Regions from separate parts of the Mus musculus genome. Here region 2 is linked to region 1. The links are chromatin contacts, called in public HiChIP or PLAC-seq maps. All regions are on one chromosome and are shown on one strand. Each heading gives the region's core, a stretch centred on a gene start, on an enhancer-like site or on the middle of the called end of the contact. The rest is flanking DNA. Distances are from core to core; before and after follow the strand shown. Region 1 has its middle 40 kb from the start of Gm4470. Region 2 has its middle 25 kb from the start of Gm32028.

Region 1 (2,747 bases), core at 79-2,578:
GACTCCTTCTGGAATCATCACCCACATATGCTTGCCCTGAAGTCACTGTCTCAGCCCAGCAATCCCATCCTGGCTTTCTGTGACAGGTGGGGCTTAGCCTTCAGAACACCTTCAAGACCCTTTGGGATACATTAAAATTACAGCCGGGATGAGGAACAACCCTCATATGCTGTCTTGTGATTATGAAGTCTGGTGGTCACCAAGAAAGAACTTTCTGAAAGACTATCTCCCAAGCTTTCCAAACAACTGCAGGAACGAAGAGGGACTGACATCAGCCCATTTCACAGATGAGGAAAGTAAGTCCCTGAGCATTCCAGTAGCTGCTGCACATTCCTCAGTCACTCAGAGCACAGCCAGGATACATACACCAGCATACTGTGTGTCACATCTGATGTCTCCACACAAGAGGTCTTTCCTAAGGAAGTTGGTTGGTGGAGAAAACTCGCCAGTTCTCTCGATGAGGCTTTCTGCTAACAGGAAGACTTGTGTGAGCCGAAAACTCAGAGGCAAAATGACTGTGTCTTTTCAACACCAGCCCCTGGCAGCTGAGGAGAGATTTGTGCCTGCCTTTTGTCTCTGAAGCCAATGTACCCACAAAGCACTGGAGGGTCTATGCTTGGCATTCACTCTTCCCAAGGGCTTTCCAAGATGCTTGAGAGCTGAACTATTGCTGACCCTGAAATACAAAAAGCAAAGTATAAGGGTTGGAGAGATGGCTCAGCCATTAAAGCACTTGCTGTATAAGCCTAAGGACTGGAGTTCAACCTCCAGCCCTGCAGGCGGATCCCAGAAGGTTCCTGGCGAGTCAGCCTCACCTAACTGCTAAGTCCCAGGTCTCAGTGAGAGATCCCACCTCCCAGACTGAAGTGGGAGGCCCCTAAGGAGCTACTCCACACACATACACATGGGCCTATACATATAACACACACACACACACATACACATGGGCCTATACATATAACACACACATACAAGCTCCTAAGGAACTACTCCACACACATACACATGGGCCTATACATATAACACACACATACAAGCTCCTAAGGAACTACTCCACACACATACACATGGGCCTATACATATAACACACACACACACACACACACACACACACACACACACACATACACATGGACCTACACATATAACACACACATACATACATACATACACACACACACATACACATGGACCTACACATATAACACACACATACACACACACACAGCCAAGGGGAAGCTAAAAATTAAGCAAATTCCATTAATACCTACAAATGTCATTGCTCATTCAATGGAATGTGCATCATCAGTTTACAGCCATCCAAAGTAATGCGTGGGTCATGCCCCTGCTTTGTCATGCACAATCAGATATACAACCCGAGACACCATGACTAATCACAAAATAAATGAGTTATTTGCAGCCATCTAGTTTCAAAAGCAGAATCATAAAATCCTTTGAAGCTTTTTACAGCAAGAGATAAAGTTTGCTATAATGTGGGCTCCTTTAGCGCTTTTGACATGAACTGAGGTGGGTAGATCCAAATTAAAAAGTGCCCAGGGCTAAGACAGAGCTGAAATGGCTCTCATTACCCAAAAGCTTGGCTTGCTTGCTCATCACTCCTATCCGCCCGCACCCCAGAGCCCTCTGAAAGCCTTTCTCAGCCCTAAGAATAGCCCCATGGGCCACTAGGACTCTTGGTGGGCCGAGAGAAGGATGCTGTGGATGAAAATATGGGCTTCTCATCTCTTCACCATGATCGATTGATGGAAACTTCCATAGGTCATTGATTTTTCTTTTTGAATATGTTAAGTTCTTAAAGTCCTTTTTAATATGAAGGGATCCTTGGTTTATTCTTCCCGTCAGCTCCATGCACACCCACAGACAGCTTTCCCACCAGGCCTTCACCCCACTCTGCCTGTACTTGACTTAGGAAACCATCTTAAAGCTTAGTCTTGGGACTGCTCTGGGAAAAGCCACTTCTATTCCTTGGAGACAGGTGCCTCCCTCCCTCCCTCTCTCCCTTCCTCCCTCCCTCCTTCTCTCCTTTCCACTCTTCCTTCCTCCCTCTCTCCCCTTCCTTCCCTATTCTCTTTTTTCCTCCCCCTTCCAGCCATTCCCACGCTTGCCCTTCCTCTTGGTTATCTGAAATGCCAGAGAAGGTACTACGAATGCAGGACTGAGAGACCCACCTGTGTAAACTGAAGACAGAGGAAAGGAAGAGGGGGAAAAGAGAATGTGCCAATGAAGAATCATAGTTCAAACTCAAGGATGCCCAAGAGATATAGGAAAGAGGAAGGGAAGGAAGAAGGGAGGGAAGGGGAGAGGGGGAAGGAAGGAGGGAGGTCAGATCTCTATTCGAATGGTCAGAAAAACCTTCCCTAGGAGCATTTTCTGTCTGGGAATTGTGGTATCTTTCTGGTCACGTTGTTTGGGGATTATTTGGGAAGATTCTGGGAATGAGGATTAAGAATACCTACAGTTTAAAATACTTAAGTGAGCTACTTGGTCATTTTGTCAGAAGGGGATACGATTTTCCTGATACTCTTTAATATAGTCTGTATTGATAAGTGGATACACTTCCCCAAGTACTTGGATCAAAAGAAGTCCATGTCTTTCCACAACCTATTGGCTACAGACAATGACAGATAATTTTCCAACACCCCCATTTTTTTTTTCTTTAGCTGCCAGGAAGCTCACAGAATTATAAATTATACACGTGCTAGCAGCCATGATATGACCCTTGGTTT
Region 2 (2,747 bases), core at 74-2,573, 160 kb before region 1:
CCAAGACAGACTAAGTCGTGCTAACGAAACAACAGCTTCCCAGTGCGGGAACACACCCTAAGAAACATAACGCTTTTTCTCGGTTTTTATTTGTGGACATACTCCAAGTCCATCCCATATTGGTAGCGGGAATCATGGAGCCAAGTAGACTGATGGAGCTACCATCATATCAAATAGTCCGAATTTCAAACAGCCGAGGAAAGAATTTCGGATGTCTAGCTTCAGATGTGAAAGGCACATGGGTCATTTCTGCGCAAAGTCATTGGTCAATCTAACCACAACCGGAGTGGGAGGAGCTGTGTCTGGAGGAGGGTGTTCATTCTCTTTACTCCTGTCCTCTAGTACTAGCTGCTTCATTCTATCTTCCGGAAGGATGTTCCGTAACCCACAGCCGGCTTTCCTGGAAGATGTAGTGTTCTTCCTGGGGATATGGGGATGGGAGAAACAGACAGCCTATATAAACTCCAGAGCTAACCACAGGAAGCCCCGGACCAGCTACATGTGCGCTGTGGACCCCGCTCTGACACTCGGGACCGGGCACCCTTTTGAGTTTCTCCCTTTTTGAGCTATGGGCCCAGCAGGCCTGGGGCAATGTTTCAGGAGAGGTCTCTAATTTTTGTATCTAGCATCTGCTTCATGCCTAAAGAAGTAGAGTTCTTGGACCCTGCTGTTGACCCCCGGGGGAAACTAAGTAAGCAGTTTGATACCCCATTTTTCTTAGTCCCAGGCTCTCTTTTGTGTTACATAACTGTGGTTGTCAGGTTCAATCTGATTATTTCGCTGGGTAGACTAGCAAGCGTTTGGATGAATTGTCCCTTGCCCCTAAGCTCAAATGCTCATATTTTCAGTTCAGTGCGCAGAAGGCCCTCACAGGGTCCAATCTGGGTTTCTTTTTCCTTTTCTTTTTCTCCCTCCTTCCTATTCTTTCCCTCCAGTAATATTCACAGCATTTCCCATTCTCTTTTGGAAGCAGTCTCAGTCTGTAGCCCAGGCTGGCCTCGGACTGGCGCCAGTCCTCTTGCTTCAGCAGCATTCATGCTGGGATTACAGATGACACAATCACGTCCGGCTTTCCAGTTTTCTGTTTCTGTCATAATTTATCATCCTGTTTCCCAACCCCTTCCTTTAGAGACCTGGTCCCTGTGGATCTATAACTTCTAGGAGAGCTGGGGAGTGGGGGTGGGGGTTGAGACTGTGTGTACCAAGTTCAATTTCCACACCTTGATGGTTTTACCCAAGGCAGCCTCCATGGGCGGGCAGAGCAGGAGTGGGTGGGCAGACCTGCTCATTCATGGCTCTGTGATTGCGAGTGTGCAACCCTGCAGCCCTGAGTCACACTGACAGATCGCCTGTCTGGACTTTGTTTATTTAGAATGCTGCAGACACCCAGAGGCTGAGGATGAACAAGCATCCGAATGTTATGTTGTCACAATGCAGTCTCCTTGGGCATATCAAGTGCCAGCTCCATCTAGAAACCCAAGGGACCACAATCTGGACTCCCTAACCAACAGGTACAATCATTTCAGATCAATATTTTAGTGTGGTATTATCCAGTTTGTGATCAAAGCTTTCAGAGGCTGAGAGGAATTCTCATGTCCAATCTGGAATTCTTAGAGCCTCAAGTCCTCATCAGGACAGGCTGATCTGTAGGCATGTTTGGGTTCTGTTGCTTTTTTCCTGAGCTGGGTCCAAGATGTTGCCCTAGATGTGAGAGCCTCTCCTTGGCAGACTTTGACAGAGCATGCTGTCAGAAGAGTCCTAAGAATTAAAAGAGGGTTTTCTTGTGTTCTTTTCAGGAAATAAATGTAAAAGATTCAAAACTGTGTTCACACAAATTTTCCTCTGCTGATGTCCAGCTGGGGAAAGATGGGAGAGGAACAGAGAGAGAGAGAGAGAGAGAGAGAGAGAGAGAGAGAGAGAGAGAGAGAGAGAGAGAGAGAGACCTGGGCTTGATTTGCTAAAGGATGGAGCTGGGGACCACCTTGCTCTGGCCTGGAGGTGCCACAAGATGGCAGCATTTCTGAATCTTCTCAGTGCTCAGGGGGCCAGCCTGCAGGGCACAGGGCTGCCTTGGCCTGACCTGTCTTCCCTGCATTAAGAAGTATTAAGAGGTCCAACCAGAACATCTGCTTGAAGGGCTGGATATCCACAGTCCAGCTCTCTCAACAACATCAACTCAGTGGCCATGTGGACCCTACATTGGATTGACTTAGTTTTTTAAAGAAACTGCCTTTTGGCCAGCTGTTGTACAAAGCTAAGGAACTCTGGGGTGCATTAGGAAGCACAGCCTTTGAGCCTCAGTCTGGGCACTGAGGGCTCCATCAACTGTCTGGCATCAAGGCCAGAAGCCCTGCTCTTCCAACCTCCAACACCAGGATCTAACAGCCTAACAGGCAGTTTTGTCAAGGCAACCCTTCTTGGTGTGTATCCTGGACAGCTTACTCACTTACTCGCTTGTAAATCAACATTCATTTGGCAACTTTTGAGCCAGAGTCTCCAGGGAAACAGAGTAAAGCTCTTCCATCATGGAATCTGCATCTCGGATGTGCCGCTGGAGGCCAAGTTCATGAAACTTTGTTGCGAAGGGTCTTGTAGGGTGATGACTGGGACTCTAGAAGCCTCCATCACCTTCTAGCTGAGCCTCTGCGTCTGTTTTCTGAGATGTTGTGTGTGTTATTGGAAGCAATTAAAGAGCAAATAGGTTATGTGAATTTATCATAGGCTAGATGAGAGCTGTTTCAGGTACA

What was found. HiChIP or PLAC-seq counts read pairs in DNA pulled down with a chosen protein or histone mark.
Region 2: a contact with region 1 is called in a CTCF HiChIP or PLAC-seq map of the NIH/3T3 cell line, with 11 read pairs. The contact joins two enhancer-like sites. A contact is called at or near these places in 1 of 15 datasets of contacts at CTCF or cohesin (the NIH/3T3 cell line) and 3 of 484 Hi-C or Micro-C datasets (the 3T3-L1 cell line, the N1E-115 cell line and embryonic stem cells).

What each region holds. Positions count from the first base shown.
Region 1 is chr19:56,036,417-56,039,163 of GRCm38.p6, reverse strand. No RefSeq gene overlaps it. Among named protein-coding and RNA genes, the nearest start is that of Gm4470, 40 kb to the left of the region's middle. Within about 2 kb of position 1,328, at least 19 of the 459 cell types and tissues checked have an H3K27ac peak or open chromatin away from gene starts, as enhancers often do. A contact at or near this core is called in the NIH/3T3 cell line, where this site is marked.
Region 2 is chr19:56,201,232-56,203,978 of GRCm38.p6, reverse strand. No RefSeq gene overlaps it. Among named protein-coding and RNA genes, the nearest start is that of Gm32028, 25 kb to the right of the region's middle. Within about 2 kb of position 1,323, at least 28 of the 459 cell types and tissues checked have an H3K27ac peak or open chromatin away from gene starts, as enhancers often do. A contact at or near this core is called in the NIH/3T3 cell line, where this site is marked.